Regions from separate parts of the Zea mays genome. Here region 2 is linked to region 1. The links are chromatin contacts, called in public Hi-C maps. All regions are on one chromosome and are shown on one strand. The core of a region is the stretch at or near the end of the contact, and the rest is flanking DNA. Distances in the headings are between cores, read along the strand shown. Region 1 holds the start of LOC100275455. Region 2 holds the start of LOC103631917 (DAZ-associated protein 1).

Region 1 (7,054 bases), core at 14-2,513:
AGGGTAAGGTCATCGCTAGCAGGCCAATAAACGGCCGTGCAAAGTACTATTTTTTACCGTAGATTGCACTGTTTGTAAGGTAACTTTTGAAATAGTGAATGAGTGAAGATAGTCTAAAAGTATGCAAGACATAGAATGAGATTGATAAGGTGAGTGAGAGGCAATGAGGTGAGTTGCCATATTTTTCGTATGCACTTTTCGTACGTTTTTCATGCATTATTCTACATACTTCATGTCTTGCGTTTGTCACTTATTTCATATACTTCACACAGACGAGTTAGAACATGTACTTGTGCCTAACAATTTATCTTCATATTTACATGTTGCGATATATTGATTTATATGAATTTAATTTAGCATTATCGTTATAATGCTACAAGTCAATCGCCTTGAAACCTCCCGCCGTGCATGAAAATAAAAAAAACCCAGAGGTGAAGCACTGTCTGACGGGTGAGGTAATGCCAACCAGGCAACCACACCGCACACGCACCAGGGGGGAGCGTGCGCGCCCGCCGGCGCCGGGGACGACGAAGGGGTGGGTGCGCTGCGCCGGCGAAACAGGCCGGCACGCGGGCAGAGGCAGGGCGGCATGGGCACTGCACGGTGCAGGGTCTTGTTTTGGACTCCCGAGAGGCTGCAGACTGCCAAGGTCGGCGGCCCCGGCCGGAGCCCACCGTACAACAAATAGTACTCGCGGGCGCCCCGCGCCCGCGGCACACTCGCCGACGACGATGGCCCCCGCCCACAGTTCGCCATTAAAGACGAGCGCCGTGCAGCGCCGCGAACTCCGAGACGTTGAGAGGAGTACTGGAGTACAGTAATACAGTATGCACGGTCATGGTGAAGCTGGATAGGTCGTCCTGGCTAATTAACCCAGCTGCAGCTAATAGTCAAGCTTGCAATTTGCAGGGCAAACAAAGGCGTAGCAGCCCGTGGCTCCGTTCCGGGACACGTGCCCTGTCAGCTGTCAACCGTTAATTTGTGCTACACCTAGACCGCACTCTGATGGGGGTGATGGTGACTGAAGCCGATCGAGATGACCAACGCGTTCGACTCCGGAGCAGCTGCTGAGCTGCAGGAAGCAGGATTTGCACTAGCACCGCCCCACCCCCTTCCAGTTAGTTATCCACTTTCCCCACAAAGTCTTCTCCGAATCCACCACTTCCACTTGCGTTGCCCCCGCCCGCCTCTGTCGTCTCCCGTCGCGCCGCGCGCAGGCTGTCCAGCATGATAAGTAGCTGCCGCGCCGCGCCGTAATCGATCCCTCCTCACAACACAGGACGCAACGCATCCAACGCGCCCCGCCCGCCCGGTTGGATTCGATTCCTCCCAAACTTGTCGTCCCCAAGCAGCAGCCTTTCCCTCTCTTTCCCATGGCCACCAAGCCCGGCAGGGCGGCCGCCGCGGTGCTGCTCCTCACCCTGCTCGCCGCTCTACACGCGGCCGCCCGCAACAACAACAACAACGAGAACCGCAACCCGGGCGGCGGCGGCGGCGACCCGGGCGCCTTCTTCGCCGGGATGCCGCGGTTCAGCGGCGGCGGGGTGCCAGGCGGCGGCGGGTTCTTCGGCGGCTGGGGCGAGGGCGGTCTCGGGTACCGGCGCGGCGCTGTGGTGCCGCCCTCCACGGTGTGCCCGCAGGACGGGCCCTGCCGCGGGAAGCGCCTCACCTGCCCGCCGCGCTGCTTCCGGACCTTCAGCTACGGCGGCAAGAACGGGGGCGGCGGCGGAGGCGGCGGAGGCTGCAGCTTCGACTGCACCGAGCGCTGCGCCGCCACCTGCTGAGTGAATCTGGGATGTATTAGAGGAGGGCGTGGCCGTAGCTATAGCTAAAGCTCGTGTACTCCTTCCTCTACTGGCATGCGGTGCACTGCTTCTTCCTGCTCGTCCACTGATACGAATTATCGCTACTACTAATAGTATCGAGGTGGTTTGGTTTGGTTTAGCTGTTGGTTTGTTGCGAGTTGTGATCGGTCGTGATCACGTACGTGATGACTGATGAGATCATTTATGCATGTGTGTCTGTAAATTTGGTGTCTGCCAGTGCCAGTGCCAGACTGATCAATAATAGCAGAGGAGAGGAGATGAATAAAGAGAAATTTAGATATGTACTATTAAAAGATTACAATTTTAGATATATAACATTTCTAAAGTTCACAGACTTGCACTAGTACGTATGTTCCACGTATCACAATGACTGAGACTATTACGTTTGGGATACTGACTGCTCTCCGTCAATAAGCATCTCCGGCCAATCCATCGCCGTGCCATGCTTTTCCGCCAGCAACTGCTCCGCACTGCTCTGCTCTGCTCTGCTCTGAACTCCGGTCGCCGATCGGATTATCGCTTGCTAACCGTACGTCGCCGCCGGTGGATAGTGGATACTATACTACGAGTTGCAGTCGCAGGCTTGCAGCATGATATGCGCTAAAACGGAAACAAAAGGAGTGACACGTGCCGGAGCCGAACTGCTCATTTTCGCCGTTCATGGCTGACTTTGGTGCTCCAAAGCTATCATCAAGCCCCCGCTTATTATAAGAGCCCAACTCTCTTCGGGCCATATCCGATCGCCTCTATCTAGGCCTTGGCATTTGGCCCATTCACCCAACATCTTTCTGCCAACGGTATCATGGAGACGTGGTGCCAGCCAGGCCGTTCGTGCTCGCTTTCCACGGCCCAGATTGTGTAAACGGAGGAACAGGACCCGGCCCACAAAAGTGAACGAAACAGCCGCTCCGCACGTGCCCAAGTCCTCCCAACTCCCTACTCCCAACACCTCGCCGTCTACTCGTCTCCCACTCCCCCCTGCACCAACACCACCAATCGGGTCCCCCACCACTTCCGTCGCCCTCGCCCGCTCCGCCGCGCCCCGTACAGCGGCGACATGGCCGAGTACCGCCTCGGACTTCAGCTGCACGGCCACACCGACGACGTAAGCTGCCGCCCCCCCTCTCCCCTCACCGCTAGATTCTCGCCACTGCTGCCCCGTCTCCGTTTACTTCCGCTCCAAGTTTGTGGCGATACCCTCGGTCTCGATCCGCCCGGCGCCCCGCTCGTCGGCCCCAGCCCTCGGTCCTGTATGGGGGCCGGTTTCCGCCCGCGGCGGGATCGCTGGGGCTTTTGATCTTGTTGCGTTCCCTGGAGTTGTGGGTGCATTGGAGCGATGCAATTTACCTTCCGATGCATACTGTGAGTTCACTCTGTGGCAGTGGATTCAGTGGGCTTAGTGCAGGAGTAACCTCAGGGGGTTTGTCGGTGGTGAGATCACTGTATTTTGGGCTGTTTTTGCTAAGTAGATTGGTGACTCAGTGAATGCCAGTTAAATTAGTTTCTCTGCAGAACAGAGAACATAGACTTCCGTTGTTCTGCTTAAAGTGCAATTCCACCATGTTCTTGTCGTGCTGCTGATTTAGGGTCCATCCTTGAATCACCAGATTAGGTCATTCAACAATTCATATCACAGTTCAATCGTTTCTTTGTGATCATCCTTGTTGTTGTCAAAACTACGGGCTTGTTTGTTTTGTGGCTAACTACACCACATTTTGTCTAAGGTTAGTCGTTCGAATCGAAGAACTAACCTTAGGCAAAAAAGTTAGACAAAGTGTGACAAGTTAGGCAGCGAACCAAACAGGCCCTACGTCTTCTCATCATCGTATATTGTGTAGACACTTGTTTCATGGATGCCTTATCATGTTCATTCTTCTTCAGGTTCGTGGCATCTGTGTATGCGGCGATGCTGGGATCGCGACATCATCGAGGGACCGTACTGTGAAGTTCTGGACCCGGAACCCAGAAAAGGAGAGCGAATATGTTCTCTCCAAGACACTCGCAGGACATTCGAGTTTTGTCGGCCCATTGGCTTGGATACCTCCTTCAGACCGTTTTCCTGAAGGTGGAATCGTCTCTGGTGGAATGGACACATTTGTTTTCCTCTGGGATCTGCAAAAAGGAGAAGTTGCCGAGACAATGAAGGGGCACAGTTCGCAAGTCACTGGACTCGCTGTGGACACTAACGGTGACATCATCTCTTCATCCATGGATTGGTAAACTCTCATAGACAAGTGTGATCCTAAATTCCTAATGCTACATGTTCTTGTGGCATCTTTCCTTGGCTTGCTTGCTTATTTTAAGTTCATCCTCTGCGTGTGTTCTGTTAATTTAAAAAAGTGCTATGCTTGAAGATGTGTACAACATATACAAAATATAGAAAAGCAGTATTCTGTGTTGCTTCATTATCCAAGCACCTTTACTGATTACTCCGTGTTTGAAGTGCTTTTTCTAATGGGATGCCTTAATAGACATCCAGTTTTTCTTACTATAGTGCCTCTGTTCTACTTCACTGACACACATTGTGCATGCAGTACTGTAAGACGTTGGAGAAATGGCAATGCTATAGAGGTTTGGGAAGCGCACAAGGTTGCAGTGCAAACTGTTCTAAAGCTGCCCACAGGGGAACTCTTCACTGGTAAATCTTCTGATATACTTTACATGAATGATTTTATTGGTTCCTGTGCATGTATTTTGTATTTTGGTGCCCTGCTATCCTGTAACTTGTTCATGTGATTTATCATTTCTTTTGTTATCTGGCATTTTGGCAACTGATACTAGCACTACATGGTTGTTATAAACAGTTCAATGCTGTAATTTTGGGACCAAAATCATGCTATATTGGAAGTGTAATTGCTTAGTTTGTACTCCCTCCGTCGCTGAATAAATTAACTTCTAGACCCGACTTAAGTCAATTTTTTGTAAGTTTGACCAACTTTCTAAGAAATAATATCTAGATATATGATACCAAATAAGTACACTATGAAAATATATTTCATGGTGTATCTAATGATATTTGTGTCATATATATTTCTGTTCTTTTTCCTATAAATTTGGTCAAAATTACAAAAGTTTGTCTTAGAACAAGGTTAGAAGCTGATTTATTTAGGGACGGAGGTAATACGTGCGCTTGGTTTTCAAAAGCAAATCCTTTTGTTTAAGAAAAAATCTGGATGCACTATGTGTGACCTTTGTTTAGTGACAACATAATCCTTTTCTTAGAGTTGTTGGCTCATCTAGATTCCATAAAACAATATTTACCTTGGATGACTTTCTGATAAATTTATGAACACAAATTTCTAGCGTTTGATTAACAATTTACATATTCACACTTTTTCATAGGTTCAAGTGATTCCACTATTAAGCTATGGAAAGGAAGGACTTGCCTACAGACTTTCTCAGGACATGCAGGTTTAGTTCTTCCTTTTGCTTTTATTTCTACTGCAGAAAACACTGTTTAACAAGGTCATGTGTGAAACGGTACCTCACATGGTGGTGTATGTTGCATTGTCCTTTATTTTTCTCTACCATGCGACTTTCAGCGAGGAATCTGAAATTCCCGGTTGGACACTTGCACTGATGCATAAGTTTTGTTATTCTTTGCCTAAAAAATTTAACATCATTTGCCTTCTATTAAATCGGATCCCTTTTTATTATATTGCATATTCTTTGTATCTTATGTTATTGTGTTGTTTCTTCCGTGCGATTATGTACAAACCTGACCTAATTTTATGTCACATGCAGACACTGTTAGATTTTTAGCCTCAATGCCAGGTCTAGGAATTCTTTCCGCCTCACACGACAGGTAAGTGAACAGAGTATTGAATACCCATATAGGGTCTGTTTGGTTGTATACTTAAGGTGCCAAAAATTGTCACACATTTTCTGCCACACTTGCCTAAGGTTAGACGATCAAATTCTGCACCACATCTTGGCATACGAGCAAGGCTAATAATATAGCCAACTGCTGGCTGCAAGAATTGTTGCAGCCAACCTTTTAGCCCACTTGTATAATAGTTAGCTCTTCATTATACTTGTCTCTCGCATAAGGTTTCTTGGTTCTCGTGTCTAAGCCGGCTGTAAGATAACAGTCCGCTTCTCTCTCTTCTCTTCTCTTCTCTCTCATCCAACTCAATATTTAGCCTTCTTATAGCCTGTTACTATACTTGCTCTACCTAAGGGAACCTTGCCACATTTTTTACAAATCATTGACGAGTGAGACCTACGCAGCAAGAGAAAATTCTTGCCACAATCGTAGCTACAAACCAAACACATGCCTAACTCGGTCAAACCAGCCTAACTTAGGCGTGTCAAACTATGACAAGTGAGGCAGCAAACGAAACAGGCCATAAACTCCTTGCTCACTTATGCTCACTGTTTTCAGAAGAATGTTTTTTTGGGTTTGCTGAAAACGTTTTTGATCCAGCCCTCAGTCCTTTGCCTCCATCTTTCAGTTTTATGCATCATCAATGCAGTCACTCTGCTTCTTCACTGGTTGTTATTTGTTCACACAATCAAACATGATACTTTTGTTTGTCGCAGCACTGTCAAGTTATGGGCGTTGTCAGGTCAGCCCCTGCTGGACATGATCGGACATTCTTCTCTTGTATATTCTGTGGATGCACATTCTTCAGGTCTAATTGCTAGTGGTAGTGAGGATCGCTCTTTGAAGATATGGAAAGGTGATATATTTTGTATTATATAAATGCATCAGCATTTCTCATGTTGAATTTGTACACATTCTCTGAGCAACTCGTGGAATCTCACTAAGTTAGGCTATGATCCATTCTACAAACTGTCTTGTCTAAACAAATGTAAAGTTGTGGCTAACTGAATTTTAAACACTTCCCCTCACTCTGTTTCTGCCCAGTATGCTGAAACTGAAACTTATATACTCACCTGTTGAACTTGTGCAGTAGAGAAGGAAAATTCTATCAGTAAAAACAAAACGTGTGTAGTACAGCAAGTTCTCAATGTACTTCCATTCTCTGATTTTTGAGTAAAAATGCAGATGGTGTCTGCGTTCAAAGCATTGAACACCCAGGATGTATATGGGATGCTAAGTTCTTGGGAAATGGAGATATTGTAACTGCTTGTTCTGATGGCACTACAAGGATATGGACAGCAGATTCTAACAGGTTCTGCAGTGATGAGGAAATTGCAGCTTATACAGATCTTATTTCTCAATACACACTTAGCAGGTTGGCATCTCTGGTTTCATAAGTTAT
Region 2 (6,730 bases), core at 2,699-5,198, 160 kb before region 1:
ATTGTATTAAATGGTTATAAGAACCAACGATGTGAATCTGGCATGTGCGCCGTGAGGCCACATGTCTTGAACTCATTGGTTGGTCCCTTCATCAAATCAGTGGTGTGCCAATGAGGAACAAGGAAATGAGGAAACATCTCTTGTATATGAGCAGTTCAAAGAGCTACCATCCTATATTATCATGCAAAATGCTATGTAATGACATCTAAACAAATACTCCCTTCTATTCCAAACTATAAGAGGTTTCAACTTTTCTAGATACATTTGTATCATTTATGCACTCAGTCCCAAAATTGAGGACGTTTTTTAGTTGAGCACGGTTACCAATGTGAAAAGGAGTGAGATAGAGGTGCTTAGGAAAAAAGAGAAAGGTCAAGAAGGTAAGTATTTTGGGATAAAACATGAATGCTTACTACTTTGGGACGAGGGAGTATGTCTACATATATATCAAAAAAGGCCCGTCCATCTTATGACTTGGAACCAAGTTACGGAGGGAGTAGGCAGTATGATAATAAACTAGATAGGATGACATCTAAATAAATAGATAGCATGACACCTAAACCTTAACAATCCAAAATTCCGAATACATGATACAAGCAGTTGGCGAACTAATATTCACTGAATCACAATAAACATAAATTGGTAAGAGCACTTGGTGAACTAATATATTCACTGAATCACAATAAAAAAATTGGTACAAGCAGTTGGTCAAATAATTAAATATATTCACTGAATTACAATAAACATAAATTGGCTTTCTTGCAAACTTTTGCATCTTCAAGCACCAAGTTCTTCAAAACTTTGTGTTTTCTCTCAACAATGTAAGACAAGGAAATCTAACCAGATGGATTGCACGGAACTAAGGGTCTGTTTGGTTCGTGGCTAACTGTGCCACACTTTGCCTAAGGTTAGTCGTCCGAATTGAAGAACTAACCTTAGGCAGAAAAGTTAGGCAAAGTGTGGCAAGTTAGGCAGCAAACCAAACATGCCCTAAATCTCTTGTTCATATGTCGCTCGCAACAATAGAACTAGTGTGGCATGTCTGTGCTTCTAACATGGCATAATTATGTATGTACTCCCCCCCCCCCCCTGTCAACATTAGAATCCTTGACCCAACAATTACTCTACCAGCATATAACTTTAGGGACACAAAACTGCTGTTCTTAGTTTTGTATTCAAAACTACTTGCCGATTGAAAGTTTTTACCATAAAAGGGCATATTCAGAGAACAATAGTTGGTCAAAGGCTGTTCTAACAAAACAAAATATTCTTTACATTCAAATATGGAGGAAGCACTACTATGCATCAGCAATTTTGCCTCATATGGACCTACCTCGAGCTTAACTATGTGCAAGCAAAACTCAGACCCCAAACAGAAACAAGGTCCTAGCTCAAACTTTAATTCAGTCGCCTTGCAACAGGATACAGATTTGCAAATCAAATTACCACATAATTGCCTATTAATAACTTTACTCCATCAGGCACATGCTCTGCATCCATCCAATATATTCAAAAAATCAGCTAATTTGGTTCAGTTATAGTCAGAACTGGCTTTCTTGTCGAACTACTGTTCCCTCTGCACTAAGAATAAAGCATTACTACTTTAATCTAATCAAATTTGGATGACTAGAACTAGGATGCATGGATATCTATGGGAAACAAACCATTCCATTTTACTTTCATTTCATGTGGTAAAGAAGGATGTACAAAACTCGTATAACAAAAAAGGTATGATATATAAACTGGACAAAAGCATCTGTGTCAGGACAGCATGAATCTGCCCTCAGTCATCCATCTTTCCATCTCTATTGCATTGTCCAAACAGCGAAGGAATTACCATTTTAGCAATTGATAAGGCTAATTAACTGGTGTATGAACTGCCAACCAATATCTCAAATACTGAAAGTAAACACTACACTGTTGATGCCAAAGTTTGTTGTCATAGCTAATTAAATAAATAGCACGAAGTGAAGTAATATAATAACCATTTAGGGTGTCCAGATGCATCACTAAAATTCACCATGGCAATACTAAATTTGAAGAACTTGGATTCTTAAAATCGTAGCTGAAGATAACAGAATCAGGATAAACGTTCCAGTTTCATATTACTAATGCAAGCATGCTAATCCAGACGATGATAATGCTATTGGAAAATGGGCAGACTAACGCTAGTTTCACGAAAAGACTTACATGCTGTATCAATTTCAAGGAACACATAACAGCCATAGTTAAAAAATGGGTGCATTGCAGTAATTCCTGCCAGTAAAAAAAGTATGAATTTTAACCAGCAGGGTATCAGAATACACGCACCTGAAAGTCATTGTCAACCTAGCTTCATATTTTCCAACTTTGTCGCAACGCTAGCAGTGTTGTCAACTTGCTGCATATCTACATTCGTTTGATCCTTTTTGTAATCACCTCCACCATTAATTTCATGCTGAAAAGAAGTGGCTGGACCACCATAACCAGCTCTATGTATAATGTTATACACCGGATACATTTGAGGGTATGTTCCATAGGCCGGAGGACCCCGCCTAGGCCCCATGCCAGGAATGTTTGGCATGACGCCTTGACCTGGGTATCCACTCCCATAGGGATAGCCCCCCGCAGCAAAATAGGGGGCAGGAAAGTAGGGATGTGTGGGAGCAGGTTGGGGCATGTAGCCATTGTAGGGGCCAGATCTAGCATTGTATGTTTGGTACATGAACCCTCCATAGCCAGGAGCGGCAGGATCCCTCCCGCCAAAGGGACGAGCACCATGGCCTCCTCTGTTACGGTAATACTGCTCATCCTTGGGGATAGCAATCTTGGCCTCTACCTTGGTCCCGTTCAGGTCGTGAAAGCTCTGCCGCATCACCTTCCCCACTGCTTCCTCCGAATCAAAGGTGACGAAACCGAACCCCCTCGACCGGCTCGTCGCGCTGTCATAAATCACCACGACGTCCGTTACCGTGCCAAACGTCTCAAAGTAAGCCCGGAACTCCTTCTCGGTGATATTATCCCGCAAACCGCCAATGAATACCTTTTTTGAATCATAGCTCACACTGTTGCCACAGTCAGCGGTACCATTACCAGCGGGCGACTGATTGTCTTGGTTCCCCTGACCCCGGCCTTGCTCAGCCTGCTGAGGCTGCGAGTGCTGCTCGCCCTGGTTTCGTGGAGCTCTTGTCCTGGCCCTCTTAACGTCCACCTATAAACGGAGGAAAGGCCAACGATCAGAAAACAATTGACGTCACATGCCATCTAACTGTCTAAGTGAAAGCTAACAGCAAAAAAAAGGCAATTTAGATGCAATGGTGAGGTTACAAGACGCGATACATGTCAACAAGATAGTGATATCTACATTTTTCTCCAAAGCAACCTAATATAGAATTTAAGATTCATTAGTGTGGGAGCTCGTGTGACAACCAACGTCGTAATCATATGCTAGTAAATCCACGCGGAACAACAACGACCACGCGCAAGCGAACCTTGTACGCATGAGTCAGTTACAAGCCATAAGAAGCTCAGATCCGAAACGACCGGAGACTCACCATGCGGCCGCAGAGGAAGTGCTTGAGCTTCTCCCCGTCGCCGAGCGCGGTGCCAGCGGCAGCCTCTTCCTCAAACTCGACGAAGCCGAACCCCCGGCCGTGGCCCGTCTCTCGGTCGCGCATCACGATGACGGAGCGCACCTCCCCAAAGCGCGAAAAGTGGGCCCGCAGCTCGGGCTCCTGCGCCCCGGCCGGGATCCCGCCCACGAAAAGCTTCCGGCTCTCGCCGGCCTCCTCCTCGCCCCCCGCTGCCGCCATCGCCGACGAACAGAGAGAGACAGAGGTAGAGAGCGCTAGGGTTTTGCGGGGAGCGGGAGGGGGGTTGCTGGCGGCGTGCGGGCGGCCGCGGACGTGTGCGCGTGCCGAGTTCAATTTAATTCGTTGGCGACAGGGTTTAGCACAAGATGGACGGCGGGGATCGAGCGCGGGCCGTCGGATCTGAGGATTATTAGGCCGTTTAGGTGGAGGTGGACTTGGACTCCGGAGTCCGGACGCGTCAGTTAGTTGACCACGGCGGGTTCCGTGTTGACCGCGGCGGGATCAGCCTCGGATGCGGTGGACGTGGACCGGTAACGTGCTTCCTCCGTTTTGACTAGAGATCTCAATTGACTGGGTTGTTAAATTTTCACGGTTTTTCGATTACAGATAAATAAATAGAATATAAAATCTGTTATAAATATCTATGTTCTTGTTTTAGTATCAAGTTTACTAAGATTCATAAAAGCTAAATCTTAAATTTATCATATATAGTTTTAAATAATAGATTTAAAAATTGGATACGCACATTCGAACGATTTTTTTTATAATTTTCTTTGTTGGGAGCAAATAATGCAAAATTTTATATTTTCTTTGTTGGGAGAAAATCATGCAAAAAAAGTACGTAAAATTTTATTCTTATGCCTCTTTTTGGTGGGCTATTGCATTGACAACTCGAGTACTGGCTCTAGCTTCTTTAGGAAAATAAGAGGTCATTTGGTATGGCTCTCGTTTATCTAAAAATAGATTTAGCCCTGGTTTTTCTAAAAACGGCTTTTTTAAGTTGAAGTCATTTCGCAAATCGTTTGGCAGAAACGGCTTATCCTAGAGCTAGAGTCATTTTTCTATATTAAGACCTTATTTGGGAGAGCTTTACTTTAAAAAATTTAGGTTTATTTTAGCTTCTTCTATGCAAACAGGTCCAACTCCACGAGCTATAGCTTAAAAAAACTGAAACTAGAAACCAGTTTCATGAAAGTTTTGAAGATCCTCAAAGTGTGCTTTGAAAACACTATTTGCATATTTCAAGTTGCACAAAAACTACCCACCATGCCATTGCGTACATGACTTATCAATTCAAGCCTCTTTCACCACCCGCTAATTATCAAGGTTAATTAAGGAAACTTGCACAAATTAATTATATTACAGAAGTTGGACTCTATGTGTAAGCCAAAGACTTTTGAACATTGCCTTACCAAACTATTAAAGGTGTTTCATGGTGAAGCTGGAAAACCGAATTTACAATTCTTGAAATGAAGCTTTCCCTGTGGGGTAGATATCTCACATGTCCTCATGAACATTAAAACGTATCACGGGTCGCCCATTAGGTCATCCAACGGGATGGGCCAGCGGGTTATAACCGAGTTAGGCGAGCTTGATCCAGAAAGACAAAGACCGACGTCCGATTTAGGCGCTACTGAAGCACTGATATCTCGGGTGGTGTAGTTGTAAGCACCTGAGGAGCCAAGCATTCGGCGATAACTCGGACAAGAAGGTGATCAAGACTCCGGATGTATAGTATTGCAAGCTACGACAAAGACGGAGATAAGTGAAGTAGATAGTGATTGCAACTTGTAAAGGGATAACTCTCTGGTCGCGTATATAAGGCCGAGGGGAGACCCCTACAACATCATCTCACCCCATCCTCATCAACAGCAATCGAGAATCGCAAAGCTCACTGGTAATCCTAATACCCAAAAACCAATACATAGCCACAACCCACAACAAGAAGTAGGGTGTTACGCAATTCAAAGTGGATCAAACCTGTATAATCCTTGAACAATATTGATGTGCTTCCACACGTACCATCGAGTCGCAATCAACGACGCCGTCCTAACCAAAAACATCATGTAACACCCCGGGATCCACAAACACCCCAGAATGCTACTAAACTACACTTCTAACATTCGTATATAAAATTTCGACAGCATCTCCTTTGAAAATTGCATAAACGGGGAAGCAACAAAGTATGAATAGATATCATGATAAGAAAACGTAATTGACATTAATAATCTGCTAGCAATGGGTAAACAACCATAACGGCATGAACTAAATTAACTAGTGTGCACAACTAGTTAGAAACAAACATCCTTTGACAAGAAGCTTCTAATTAAATCATGATTGCGCCTAAGCAGCGTTATTATGAGAGTGAAGGTGGATGTGCTGCTACTTCCCACTTCCCTGGATGAGCAACAAACACCTACATTGAGTAATGCAAGAGTGAGATGAAACATCTCAGCAAGCGAATTGTTTTGACGAGATAGTTAAACCATAAATTGAATTAATCAACATTTTAAAAGAATCACAATCAAGATCAGAAATACTTGTAGATATAGAACTCAGTAGTCCCAATATAACCAATACCATCTGATTTTCTCGAACAACCACAATAGGTTCTATAACACTTCTCTGTGTCAACAAAACCTACAAATATCACTTCAATGTATGCATAGGAGTGCAAAGTGTAGGTACTCTGTCTTCACACCTCTGAGGGTATAAAACCACATCATCTGCAAATATCACTTCAATGAATGCATATGAATGCAATGCATATGTCCTCTGCCTTCATACCTCTAAGGGTATGAAGCCGCATCGTACCCCTCCTCGGGCAACGTACGATGCTAAGTTGTACCGGTACAGTCGGACCATAAGTCACGACAAAACTTCAGATGCAAATGAATCTTGCAATGCATATGGCATGCTGTATTTATCAATATATTTCACTTCCTTCACATACAATACAAACCTCAAACAATACTTCATCTTCCTTCAGATACAATACAAACCTCAAATAATACTTTACCTTCCTTCAGATACTATACAAACCTCAAATAATACTTCATCTTCCTTCAGATACGTGAATTAATCTCATGGGTCATACTCGAACCATAATCATCTTCAATATATGATTGAGCATCAATATAATACAATCAAGTACAACA

What was found. Hi-C and Micro-C count contacts between places; a contact is called where the count stands out from the background.
Region 2: a Hi-C map of leaf shows a contact between it and region 1, with 4 times the contacts expected there. The contact joins the promoter of LOC103631917 here to the promoter of LOC100275455 in region 1. A contact is called at or near these places in 3 of 25 Hi-C or Micro-C datasets (ear, leaf and tassel).

The regions. Positions count from the first base shown.
Region 1 is chr7:3,086,819-3,093,872 of Zm-B73-REFERENCE-NAM-5.0, reverse strand. It overlaps LOC100275455, which reads left to right and starts at 1,263. Exons shown (of 1, transcript NM_001149522.2): 1 at 1,263-2,104. The coding sequence starts at 1,374. The coding sequence ends at 1,784. It overlaps LOC100382771 (transducin family protein / WD-40 repeat family protein), which reads left to right and starts at 2,810. Exons shown (of 22, transcript NM_001175480.1): 1 at 2,810-2,931; 2 at 3,708-4,042; 3 at 4,361-4,464; 4 at 5,169-5,237; 5 at 5,571-5,631; 6 at 6,369-6,508; 7 at 6,838-7,027. The coding sequence starts at 2,884.
Region 2 is chr7:3,252,405-3,259,134 of Zm-B73-REFERENCE-NAM-5.0, reverse strand. LOC103631917 (DAZ-associated protein 1) reads right to left here and starts at 3,948. Exons shown (of 3, transcript XM_008653765.4): 1 at 3,534-3,948; 2 at 2,311-3,190. The coding sequence starts at 3,791. The coding sequence ends at 2,324.